Linked DNA regions of Mustela erminea: region 2 is linked to region 1. A link is a contact called in public Hi-C data. All regions are on one chromosome and are shown on one strand. The core of a region is the stretch at or near the end of the contact, and the rest is flanking DNA. Distances in the headings are between cores, read along the strand shown. Region 1 overlaps BRD4 (bromodomain-containing protein 4). Region 2 holds the start of BRD4 (bromodomain-containing protein 4).

Region 1 (6,856 bases), core at 103-2,602:
GCGGTAGTGATGGTGGTTCATGAATGGGGTCGATGGTGGTGGGGGTGGTGGTATCCGCTTTCCTCTTAACTCCCTTCTTTGTCTGCCAAGAGCACACGTGCAACAAGCGTCGTCACAGGTGGCAGCTGGCACAGGTGGCCCTCAGGTCACTTCTGAAGCCAGGTCCTTTCTAGGGTTCCAACATTCTTGGGGGATAGGGCTCAAAAGTAACTCCAAGGGTGAAAGACCAAGGCAAGAACAGACCCTGTCCCACCATTCTGCTCTGCAGCTGGGACAGGACCCCAGCCAGGGGCATGAGGAAGCACACACCCAAGTGCAGAATCTGCTCACTGGAGCCCAAAGAAAGCTACAGAAGCAGCTTCCTACTTAACGCCAGGGAAGTCACTCAGAGCCAAGCCTCGTCACACTAACCCCCATCCCCACAGGAGGCATGTTTTAGAGACTATTTAGGTTCTCAACTCTGGAATCTGTGGGCCAGCAGGGCAGCAGCTTCGAGGCTGTGACTTAATAAAGCCTATACAATCCCCCCAGAAAATACCCACAAGTGCCTGGAGAACCAGGCCAGGCTCCGCATGAAGCACTGGCAGGGACAAGCGACTGTCTCCTGCCAGCCTCACTGTTACGGAGAAGACAAGAGAAGGTGTGCTAGCTGAGGTGGTAGGAGCCTGCCAGCGACCGGGCTGGGCCACACACACGCACAGGATGCTCACCTTCACAGGCTGTGGGGTGGCCGCGATGATGGGCGGGTGGCTCTGCACAGGCTGGGGGTTTGGCGCGGGTGGGGGTGGTGGCTGAGGGGGTACCGGTGGGGGTGTCTGCAGTGGCTGGGGAGGCACCACTGTCATGACGGGGGTCTGGACGATGAGGTCTGGGGTGACCGCAGGGAAGGGGTGAGGTGTGGCCTGCACGGGCGGAGGGTTCTGCTGGGGGGTCTGGGTCTGCGGAGGAGTCGATGCCTGCGTTGTGTTTGGTACCGTAGAGACGCCAGGTTTTGCTGTCCCTATCAATCATAAAAGGGACAGGTGGTTAGATGCCGAGCCCAACACACGCTGGCTGACCTTATGGGAACACTGTCACATGTGGAGAACACACATCTGCATGCGCATGGCACACACTGTCACGGTGACTATTAGTCTTAGAGACAGAACAACTCGAACACCCCAGACCTCAGCCAAACTGGTCCACCTGCCCTTAGGTTCTCTGAGAGCAGTGGCACACTGCATTACACAGTTCCTGAGGCATCCTGGCTTCAAGCCCCAAATCAGGCACAAAGACGCCTTCAAAAGCACGGAGGCCTGGGCCAAAGGAGCAGGAAACACATGCTGAGAGTTAGCACCAGGACGGTAGAAGGAGAGCGGAAAAATGTTCCTTGGCGCTTTTTGGACAGAGCTGTCCTCATTCCCAGAAGCGCTGCCTTCTGAGTAAGCAATTCTGGCAAGAAGCCAGCATCGGGAGCCCTGGCCAAGGTTTCTGGAAACTGGCAAGCTTCCACCTCCCTGAGCCGCAGGAGGAGGCTGGACGGCTGCTGCCCTTTGTGACCGGCTCAGACTGCCTCCTTGCAGCTGTGCACGTGAGCCCAAACACACAATGCCCTGTGTCTGTCCCATGTGCAGACCAAACTCCTGGTCCCAGGCCACAAGGGCAGGACTCCTGGATTGTTAAGGATACAGGACACCTCTTAGCCGGATCCACAGCTAAGGGGTGACCCTTAGGACCACCTCTCCTTGGCTACGCCTCAGCACTGCCTGGGATCCAGCCAAGCACCTTTGCTCCCATGAAGCCACCACTTCTGAGCAGGGTGGGAAGCCAGGTGAAAGCCCTCTGTGGAGAGAAGCAAATGACTCACAGCATGGGCCACCTCAGCACAGAGTGGAGGATGGCAAGATGCAAAAGGCAGCTGGTAGAGCTTTTCCTAGACAGAAACATTTCATTGTCTCCCCGCCAGCTGGCCTTTAGAATCCTGTGTCAGGCTAAGAGACAGGGGCAGAGTGAAGGGTTTCACTTCGACTTCAGCAGCATCATAAGGCAGGCCTGGCTCTGACATAAGCATCTTAAAAATAATTCAAATAACCAACCTTGAGGTTCCAAGATAGGGACTAGGAATTAAAACTGCCCTTGGCAAACTGTCTCTTCTCTAAAATGGAGCGAAGAAGGGACGCCTGGGTGGCTCAGTGGTTAAGCGGCTGCCTTCGGCTCAGGTCATGATACCAGCGTCCTGGGATCGAGTCCCACCATCGGGCTCCTTGCTCGGCAGGGAGCCTGCTTCTCCCTCTGCCTCTGCCTGCCTCTCTGTCTGCCTGTGCTTGCTCGCTCTCTCTCCCTCTATCACTGACAAATAAATAAATAAATAATCTTAAAAATTTTTTCTTTTTAAATGGAGTGAAGAATTCAAAAAACTTAAAAATGCTTTGCAAAATTTACACTTTCTTTTTAACCAAAGTCAATCAAAAGGCAGGGCCCAATTACTTCTACTTTGTGGGAGGTTACCCAGTCAAGTGACCCTCTGGGGCGTGTCCAACACTAAGAGTACCCTCCCCTCCTGCCCCCTCCGAACCTGGAGAAGGACCAAAGACTGGGGAACAGGAAAGCCAATGTCCTTGCTGTCTCAGTGTGAGGCCAACAGTGCTCGGCGCACCGGAGGTACCCTACCTGCTTCTTTCCTCCCACGTCCTCTTCCTTTTGCCTGGACTATCATGATCTCAGTTTCTTCAGTGGGCAGTTCATTGATTTTCTGCAAGAAGAGCTTCTCCAGAGCTTCTGCCATTAAGACTATGTCATCTCCAGGCTGGAAAAGGAGACACAGGGGTGAGCATCAGAAAGCCCTCACCACCTCTCCAGACGGAGCAAGAGCTCCCCACCCTGTGCCACCCACTCCCTGCTCCAAAGCATCAAGTATCATAGTCGGGCTCCTTCCCGATCTGAACCCTCAAGGGCCACAACAGTTACACCACCAGATATCACGAAGGCTCATGTGCCTGTACCAGCACCCATCCACCTGCACCTCCCTCTCATCTTTTAAGCTCTGGCCTGAGAAGCCATCTTAATGCCTTAAGTATCTAACAAGCCCTGCCAATCACTGACAGAAGCCCTCCTCTGACACAATTCAACTTCACTATAAATACTTGCATTACACAGGATTTCTTGCCACAGATACATTAGCAGGGCTCTGATAATGCTCCCCAGTGTACCCTCAAGGCAGCTCATCGGGGCTCGGGGCCATGCCTATCTTGAACTGCATTATGGGTCCCCACTTGTTGCCTCATCTACGACATGCTATTCCCACTCAGCTCTAACCCGAGAACCTTTTCTGTGCACATGTCACTTAAACTTAGTGGTGGGAGCTAAGACTTTAAAAAAACACAGTAAACTTCAAGAAACTCACCTACCCATCTCTTCTGGGCAATTTTACCCACTACACCAGCAGAGGCCAAAAGCTGAGTTCTGTATAGGGTCTCCCTCCAGAGCCGTTCTATATGAAAGGGTTGGTTTTAATCACATCTGTGGTCTGAACTGTAAACAAATGATCTGGCTTCATGGCACAGCCGAGCCAAAAGGTTTGGCTAACGGGGTTAAGAAGTGACTTTCAGGTCTACATGTGAGATCAGGGGACATTCAATTCTATGGCCACCAGTTGTCAGTGGTCATGTCCACAGTTTCAGATGCAGTGGGCCCCAGCACACCCTCTCTCACATTGAAATTTGAGCACACCTTTGCACAACTATATTTTAGTAGGCTCCTTCCTGACCATTTACATCACCCAAATGGACTTTTTAATGAGTCGTCACTGTCCTCCTCACACCTTCTCTAGACATGCTCAAGAACTAAAATCCCAAGGGCACCGGAAGCACATGCTTCAAGCTAACAAGGACGGCTTGAAAGTCAAACAAGGCCAGCACCCTCCTCCCCGAAAAAGAAACACCCAGTCACAGGCAAAACCACGGGTCCCATTATTTCTGCTCCAAATGATATCCCATTAGACTAATCCCACCTGCTCCCAAGCACCCCTGCCCACAGACTCCAGATATGCCAGCCTTCTTCTCCACCCCTCCCCTCCCCTCAGGGCAGCTGGACATCTTCCACCACATCTCACCTTGTTGTAGATGTAACAATTTGTAAACATAGTGTTGAAGTCCTGGATACATTCCTGAGCATTCCAGTAATAGTTGTTTTCCAAGCGCTTCTTTATTGTTCCCATATCCATAGGTGTTTTAATGATTTTATAGTAATCCTGAAGAGCAAAGAGAGCAAAAGGCCAGTGTCACCTCCCCGGCCATGCAGCACTCATAGTGGGCCTGTGGATCTCACTCAAGGAGCACAGATGAGAGCCACAGCAAAGACCGAAGCTCTTCCATGGTCTCAGCAAGCAATCTCAAGGGGAACCCCAAGATAAAGTGAATCAAGGAAAGAATTCTTAAATGTTGGTTGGCAATCTGGAGGGGAAATGTGCAAGTCTATCAACTGCCTGGTCTGGGAACAGGTTGTATTTACAGAGGATCTATGCTTTCTTTCTATTTTTGTTGTTGTTGTTGGTGGTGGTGATGGTAAAATCCTTTAATTTTTAATATATAATGGGGAAAACACTTAAAAGCACTTCTTACCTAAAGAAACAACCCATGGCAAGTTCTACTTTTCCTCTACCATTTGAAATGTTATTGGTCCATAAAACACAAAATCCTATGGAACCAGCGGTAAAGCCCACCTGGAACAACTGGACTCCCTGCTTCTGGGCATACTGAAGAACCAGGGAGCAGAAGCCTCCACCTTCACTCAAGTTCATCGCACTTCCATTTCTTTTACTAGCACATAGTCTTTCTAAGGATCCCTTAGTGGTACATGGATATATCTGAACAACTACCCAGGTTAATGAGGAATCTGGACAATCTGTACAATCCTCAGTTTAAAAAAATCCACAGACCCCACCCCTCAAAGCTTCAGATCTTACTCTACAAGTGCCCAACAGAAGGAGCTGGATGGCAGGTATAGATGCCCTAAAGCCCTTCAAATCAGACTCTACTACTGTCAGCTTTTCTCTAAATCTAAACCTATACTAAATGTTTATTTTTAAAAACCGCCACAGGAGGTATCTTGGGGGCAGAAGAGGCAACACACCAGGTTTCCAGATAGAAGGATCAAACAGAGCCAAGGCAGGGGGACCTGTGTCATCTGGCCCACTCCACAGCCCGCTATCTCAGAGGCTCCGGTAACTGGGTATGACTGGGGTATCAGAACAAGTCCAAGTGGGAACCGATGGCAGAAAAGACAGGTCTATCCTTTAGCAAGTACCAAGCTCTTGCCTAGAAATGGTGGACAGTACTGAAAAGGTGAACACAGCATGTGAGGTTTTAGGTTGCTCTGACACCCATGAGAAAGGAACAAAAACAACTAGCTTACATATGACGAGTGGCAGAGATCATGTCCCTGACCTGACGAGGGCTGCACAAGCATGCCTGGGTACCCTGGCCAAGAGACCAGGAAGACAGACTGCACCAGACTTTCTATGCTATACTATGGCTCTGACCACCTTTCCCAAGAGACCTACCAAAGCCAAACATATGTGCCCCAGTGGAAACATACTTTATTCTATGGCCTACAGTGGCGTCAAGTGCTTGAACTGCCCATAGTCTGTCAAGTGGCTCAAGGCCAGACAGGACAGTGCTTGAGGGCAGAGTGCACTGACAAGGGGGCGGTGGGTTTAGGGGCTTAACAATCCAACTATACACATTTACTGAACAGAGAGGCAGGCATTCTAGTGAGAAGTCCAGCAAAGATCAGAGGCCAAAACTCGGGTCAAGATTCCTGGAAGGTGTCAGAAAAGAGAAAAAGAAGGAACCCTTCTTTTGTTGGCTATATTAACATTTCCTCAAGGAGGGGGAGAGGTCCCCGGAAAACCAGGCTTTAAGCATGACATGGCTCTCAGCTGACCAGCCCTGCCCTGCTCCTCTGGGCCAGCTCCTTGCTCTCCCACCTTCCTGAAGACACCAGACCAGTGGCACCTTCCAAAGGCCTCTTCTTCCGAGTCAGAGCTGCTGGGGGTGATGGTGACGTCCAACAGTAACAGAGACAGAGATTCACCCTGTGACCTCTGGGGAGCCTGACCTCCATGTTGGAATGACCTCCAACTCCCCAACCACTGGGCCTTACAGACCACCCACACCCATGTCTGTACCGCTGGCTGGGACACTGCCTCCTCGGGATCTCAGGTCCCCCAGTACCACCCCCTTCTCCTCTGTCTTCACCCTCTAAGCCCTCTGTATCTTCCTGGAACAAACCAACCCCTCCTCCACTCTCGCCTTGCCACGCTTTCCCTTCAAAGCCAAATTTCTTGAAATGATGGCTTCGCATCCTCACCTTCTCATTCACACCGTCGGGAATCTGGTTTTTACTTCTGCGTCACATCTTCCTAAGGTCACCAATGCCCTCCTAAAGGCCAACAGGAGGGTCAGGTCGGAATCCTCATCTCTTTGACCTCCCTGTAGCCTCTGATGTGGGAACGGGGTAGGGGTGGGGGGACTGCTCTCTGCTGGTGTTTCCCCTGGCTCTTCTGTAGGCCTCCCACTGCCCTCTGGTGCTGTCAAAGCCTCACGCCCCCTGCATTCCACCCCACCCCCCACTCCTTCTGTCCCCATCCTTTGCATTTACTCTGAGAAGATCACCCTCACCTGTGGACCCTGCGTGGCTTGGCCTTGGCCCAGTCTAGCCCACTAGCCCAGACCGAGGTTATGCCGTCGTAGCAAGCTCTCCCAAGAACCTACCCCAGTGACAGGTTGTCTGCCTCTACTCCTTCTCATGGTCAACAGAAAAGAGTGGCCTCTGAAGCCCAGATCTCGCAAGGACCCTCTTTTGTCTCCATCCCCTC
Region 2 (6,519 bases), core at 921-3,420, 65 kb after region 1:
GAAGGCAGCGGCTTAACCCACTGAGCCACCCAGGCGCCCCTGATCTTATTAGATTTACTCCACAGCTTGAGCCCTTAGATATTATGCTCTCTACTAAGGAAAGGGGTACGGTGGATAACTAGGAAACAATGCCTTTTTTTTTTATGATTTTATTTATTTATTTGACAGAGATCACAAGTAGGCAGAGAGGCAGGCGGGGGTGGGGTGGGGGGAGCAGGCTCCCCGACGAGCAGAGAGCCGGATGAGGGGGCTCGATCCCAGGACCCTGGGATCACGACCCCAGCCGAAGGCAGAGGCTCCAACCCACTGAGCCACCCAGGCGCCCCTTTTGTTTTATTTTTTAAACAAATCTTGCTTTTCCTTCTAGAGTTAGTCACTGGAAACCATCTGAGAGGTTTATCCTCCCCAGAATGAAGTTCTGGGGGAGAAGGGCTTGGTTACCTATACCACCTTGAAGAAAAGATAATCCCCATCCAAACTAAACCAAAAGGAATGTTTTATTAAATTACTGAAAGGTCATAAAACAGATTTTACCATCCAAAACCTAGTTGGAATTGAAAACACATTCATAAATCCTGTTGAGTATAGCTTTCTTTACCGCTTCCAGACTACAAATTTTAAAGACTAACAACTTAAGGAACTTGACGGCCCCATTCATAAAAATCTCCCCTTATTAGAGCGCCAAAGAGCCACTGGCTTAGAGCTACACTGGAACTTCGTTTTTGTAAACAGGGACAGACAGAGCCCTCTCAAAGGGCAGCAAAGACACTTCAATTCTCACGAAACAGGCTCGAAGAGGTCACTTCTTGCATCCAACACATAAAAATGAACCCAAAGACCAATACCATAAACCGCACCAGGTTGCTGAAAACATTAAATGAGTAAACAAATAAAAATAACATTTCAAAAAACAATGCGTGGTCTTAAGTAAATGGGAGGTCAGCCACTGAGCAAAAAGCACATGACTCATCCACAGACCTGAATATAAGTATTTACACTGTCCACCACACCAAAGTGGGATTTCCCATTTTCATCCAAGGCCACCGCAGGCCTTGGGGGCAGCTCAGTCGGGTAAAGTTGTGCTGCTTCCGTAGGGGCGGGGGGAGTGTCATTTTATTTCGCTGAATCACAACTCCCCCACATCCCCACCCCAAACCACCACCCCGCACAACACCGCAAACAGACCAGGCCGTAGCAAGGACGCCAGCGAGCACCGACCGAGCAAAACAAAGCGTCCAGCGTAGGGCTGCCGGACTGGGAGTGGGTGGGTAAAGGGGGTCAGGTTCGCCCGACACAGCACCGCTCCCACCCACGAGGCTGTCTTCCCGCAGGCGTGCAGAAGCAGCCTCCTCCCTCCACCTGGGGACCAGCTCCATTCTCCGCAGAGATACGGAGACAGCCGGGAAGCCGAGGAAATGGGGGCGGGGGCGCGCTGCCCCAGTCCGGGTAGGACCCAGGCGCCGAGAGAGCGCGCGCTGAGGCCGGCCCACGTGAGCGCCGGGGCCAAGGCCGCCTCGGGGACCGCGGTCGGGGACAGCGGCGCCCGTGGCCACCACGCCAGGCCCGGACTTACCGGGGCCGGGCGCGCCGCGGCCCCGCGGCGGCCGCTTCCTCCTCCTCCTCCTCCTCACTTGACAAAATGGCGGCGGCAGGAAGTGCCGGGCGCCTCGGCCCGCCCCCCGCCCGCCCCCGGCCACCCGCCCCGCCGCGGCGCCCGCGCCCCCCGCCCGCGCCCCTGCCCCGCCGGCCGGCCCAAGCCGGAGGCCGGCGGCGCCAACGGCCGGGGAGCCGCGAGCTGCCCAGCCACTCCGACGCCAACGGCGCAGGCCGCCCGGGCCCGGCGCAAGCGGCACCGCGCGCGGACGCGGGAGGCCCGCAGGCCCGAGCCCGCGTCGCCCCGGCCTCCCCGCCCCCGCGCCGCGCCGATGGCGTAGGTGCTGGCGCACCGGCCCCATTACGCAATGCAGGTTACGCGGGCCGCGCCGCGGGTCCCCGCCGGCCGCCCCGCGCCGCCCGCCACCCCGAAGGGCACCGGTCCTCACCTGAGACGCTAGGCCGCACGCCGCCCCCGCCGGCCGCCCGCCGCCGCCGCCCCCTCCTCTTCGGGCTGCCTGCGCGGCGCCGGGGCCCGCCCGCCACGCCCGCCGCTCCGCCGCGCTCACAGGCCCCGCTCGCCTGCGGGCACTGCCGGCAGCCGCCGCCGCCGCAGCCACCGCTTCGGCTCCTCGGCTGCGGGAGAGCAGAACAAACAGCCCTGCCGCTGCCGCCGCCGCCGCCGCCGCCGCCAGCGCACTGACGTCACCACGTACGCTGCGCGCGCGGCCCCGCGCCGCCACCCGGCGTGCGCGTCCCGCGACCGCGCCCGGCGCAGGCAAGCTCGGGAGAGCTAGCAGGCGCTAGGTGAGTGGGGGAGGCGGGCGCGCGGGGTTGGGGGAACCCCTCGGCTGGAGGGCGCAGGGATCAGGCGGACCCAGGGAAGACACCCCCGCAGACGGAGGGGCGTGACCCTGCGGACCAGAGGAGAGAACGGGGTGGGGGGGCGGGGAGATCTAACAGACTGAAGGCTGGGACTGAGAAGGGAGATGTCCAAAATTGTAAGAAGATGAGACCCTCAGCGACAGGGAGGAAGGTGAGGAGAGACCCCCAGAGGCTGCCGGCAGAGGCCGAGGAGGGGCCCCTGGGCGCCAGGGCGGAAGGGTGTTGGAGGGAGGCTGGGTCGCTTCGGCCCGCGAGTTGGCGACGGGGCGCCGGGCGCAGTGGGAGGGCGAAGGCAACTGTGCGCAGGGCCGCGGCGGCGTCGGTCCCGGCCCGCCGCTGCGGGGTGCGCGGGCTGGAGGTGCTGGGCCGGGCCGCATCGCCGTCCCTCCAGCTGTGCCCCGGCCGTTCCTCAGCCGCGAGCCTCCCAGACAAGTCAGCTCCACAGAACGAAGGGGTTAAGGCTTAGGTCGCTTGGATTTTAAAATGAAGATTCTGGGGGCTCCTGGCTGGCTCAGTGGGCAGTCCCGACTAGTCTTGATCGCGAGGTCGTGAGTTCGAGCCCCACGTTGAACGGAGAGCTTACTTAAAAACATTAAAATAAAAAATAATGATGATTCTGTTAAATTACTCAAATGGGAAAGCAAAAACTTCCTTCCCGTTTGCTCTTCACTCTTTTAGCACTTTCATTTTTAAAAGATTTTCTTTTTTTGAGACAGAGCATTAGTAGGGGAGGGGGCAGAGGGAGAGAGAGAGAGAGAATCCCAAGCAGACGCCCCACCGAGCCCAGAGCCCCATTTAGGGCTCCATCTCACAACGCTGAGATCATGACCTGAGCAGAAATCAGAAGTCCCATGCTTAACCAACTGAGCCACCCAGGTACCCCACCTTTAGTGCTTTTAGTTCCATCTTTTAGAAATCGCAGATGCCGTTCCTGTAAAAAATCTAGGTAATTGGGGCGCCTGGGTGGCTCAGTGGGTTAAAGCCTCTGCCTTTGGCTCAGGTCATGGGATCGAGCCCCGCATCGGGCTCTCTGCTCAGTGCAGAACCTGCTTCTCTCTCTCTCTCTCTCTCTCTCTCTCTCTCTGCCTGCCTCTCTGCCTACTTGTGTTCTATGTCTGTCAAATAAATGAATAAAATCTTTAAAAAAAAAATTTTTTTTAAATTCTCTGATAGCCCCTTCTTCCAAAATATATCAGTACACTAGCATAACAGTCAAACAGTGATGTCTATGTCATGCTGTTTGCTCAGGCTTCAAGGGTGATCAGTCTTAAGGAAAGCAAAGACTTAAATTTATCAGTTATTTTAGCAAACCATGAGATAACAAGTGCAAGAAATAAAAGAAGTGATTGTAACCAGATTATTAGTCAACTTCCTTTAATCATATATTAAAGAATACTGAAATTTTGTGAATATCCTCTGGCTCCTTTTTTTGCATGCTCAGCAGTTTGTGGAAGAGGATCAGAAGTGGAAAACGAATAGGAAAGTACCCAGGGCTATGTGAATGTGGAGTAACAACTTTTTTTTTCTTTTTAAGGAAACCAGAATGTATCCATTTGAAGCTGTCCTTTCCATGGTTGTCTTCTTGTATTATCTACTTAATTTATTGTTGTTGCTGATCATGTTTTTGGAAGTAATTTGAAGCTGCCAGTTTGCAAGTCAGGTAACAGAATCTTACACTTTACTTGAGTCACACTTCATTTAAACAAAACTGTAACATTTAGCTTGTTCTACTGAACCAAACTGGAGGACTTTGGGCTGTTGCTAGAAGTCATTTCCAGCCTGAATAGAATATGCAAACTATAGAGGCAGTTCCAAAAGCTGTTTCCAACATCCCATTCTTCTTGTCTTCCATAGTGCAGACCCTAACTAACTCCTTACAGCTTAAACTCAGAAAATGTTTATCCGGTTGAATCAGTTTCATAAAAAGTGTTGCTTTTTAATGGTTCCCATAATAAGCACCTTTTCTCTTGTTATTACTGTGTTTGCAATACTGAAAACCAGGAGAGATTAATAAAAATATTAAGGAATGAGACATGAAGTACATACTATAATTCTGATTGGTTTTAAATATGCATTATTCATTTTAAATAAAATAATACATGAAACCATTTTAACTGAACAATGAAAAAGAATCTAGAGAAAAAAATAAAGTACCCTCTTATCTCTTCCCCTCCCTCACCAGAGTAACCACTGTTATCTCTTCTATGTGTTTTAGACCTATGCTTTCTGATAGGACCACACATGGCTATTGAGTACTTGAAATGTAGATGACCCAAATTGAGATGTGCTGTAAGTGTAAAATACACATTACATTTCAAAGATTTGGTAGAAGAAAAACACGTAAAATATCTTACTTTTTGTATTGATTATATGTTGGAATAATGTTTTGTATATTGGATTAAATAAAATAGTTATTAAATTTAATTTTCCCTGTTTCTTTTTACTCTTTTATTTATTTATTTAAGATTTTATCTATTTATTTGTCAAAGAAAGAAAGAGAGAAAGAGCACCAGCAGGGGGAGTGGCAGTCAGAGGGAGAAGCAGCCTCCCTGCTTGAGCAAGAAACCCAATGCAGGACTGCATCCCAGGTCCCTAGGATCATGACCTGACCTGAAGGCAGATGAGCCACCAACCAGCCCAGCCACCCAGGCGTTCCTGTTTTTACTCTTTTAATGTGGGCTACTAGATAAGATAAAATTACATATACAGCTCGCAGCATATTTCTATTGAGCAATACTGGTCTAGACTTTTTTTAAAATTTGTGACAGCGTGTTATTTATTCTTTTAAGTAAGCTATATGCCCAACATAGGGCTGGAACTCACAACCACAGGATCAAGAATTGTATGCTCTACCACTGAGCCAGCCAGGAGTTCCTTGGTCTTTTTGTTGTTCTTAAAGTATAGTTGACACACAACGTTACATTAGTTTCAGGTGTACAATATAGTAGTTCCACAAATCTATACCCTGTCTAGACTTTTCTATGCATCAATATGTATCCATAGAAATAGTTGTATTGTTCTAAAACAAAAGGGAGCCTTCTCTACTTGTTAATTTGTAGCATGCCTTTTTCATTTACTGTATCTTAAAAGCCATTCCACATGAGTTCTGACTAATTGGGAGATAACTCCAAAATGACGTATGGTATGTTATCTGGAAGGGATAGATCATAACTTATTTAATTGTTCCACCATTTTGAACATTTAATTCAGTTCTAGTTTTTCCATCATACTAGCATTACAATAAACATCCTATACATTTACCGTTTTCCTTTCATACTTGCCAGCATTTTCCCAGATTAAAAAGATCTGGGATTACTCTGATGGCTCAGTTGGTGGAACATGCAACTCTTGATTTCAGGGTTGTGGGTTCAAGCCTACATTGGGTGTAGAAATCACTTCGGCTCGGGTCATGATCTCAGGGTCCTGGGATCGAGGCCCGCATCGGGCTCTCTGCTCGGCGGGGAGCCTGCTTCCCTCTCTCTCTCTCTGGCTGCCTCTCCATCTACTTGTGATTTCTCTCTGTCAAATAAATAAATAAAATCTTTAAAAAAAAAAAAAAATTTTTTTTTAAATCTTAAAAAATATATTAGTGTTTTCTTAAAAGCAAGGATAAGGGGTGCTTGGGTGGCTCAGTGGCTTAAAGCCTCTGCCTTCAGCTCAGGTCATGATCCCAGGGTCCTGGGATGGAGCCCTGCCTCAGGCTCTCTGCTCAGCAGGGAGCCTGCTTCCTTCTTTCTCTGCCTGCTTCACTGCCTACTTGTGATCTCTTTCTGTCAAATAAATAAATAAAATCTTTAAAAATAAAAAAATAATTTAAAAAAACAAGGATAAATTTATAAACCAGTTTTGGAAGAGTTGGAGGTGATTGATTTGTTTGTTGTTGTTTTAAGATTTTATTTATCTATTTGTCAGAGAAAAAGAAAGCACAAGCAGGGGAAGCAAAAGGCAGAGGGAAAAGCAGACTCCCTGCTGAGCAGGGAACCCACTGTGAGACTCCATCCCAGGACTCTGGGATCACGACCGGAGCCAAAGGCAGACACT

What was found. Hi-C and Micro-C count contacts between places; a contact is called where the count stands out from the background.
Region 2: a Hi-C map of fibroblasts shows a contact between it and region 1, with 4 times the contacts expected there. The contact joins the promoter of BRD4 here to the enhancer-like site in region 1. A contact is called at or near these places in 2 of 3 Hi-C or Micro-C datasets (fibroblasts and spleen).

The regions. Positions count from the first base shown.
Region 1 is chr1:12,224,484-12,231,339 of mMusErm1.Pri, forward strand. It overlaps BRD4 (bromodomain-containing protein 4), which reads right to left. Exons shown (of 19, transcript XM_032313966.1): 3 at 4,091-4,228; 4 at 2,650-2,785; 5 at 711-1,000; 6 at 1-82. Among named protein-coding and RNA genes, the nearest start is that of EPHX3, 34 kb to the left of the region's middle. Within about 2 kb of position 1,353, the one cell type or tissue checked has open chromatin away from gene starts, as enhancers often do. A contact at or near this core is called in fibroblasts, where this site is marked.
Region 2 is chr1:12,289,006-12,295,524 of mMusErm1.Pri, forward strand. BRD4 (bromodomain-containing protein 4) reads right to left here and starts at 2,171. Exons shown (of 19, transcript XM_032313966.1): 1 at 2,043-2,171. It overlaps LOC116573741 (a long non-coding RNA gene), which reads left to right and starts at 2,240. Exons shown (of 2, transcript XR_004278976.1): 1 at 2,240-2,629; 2 at 4,013-4,624.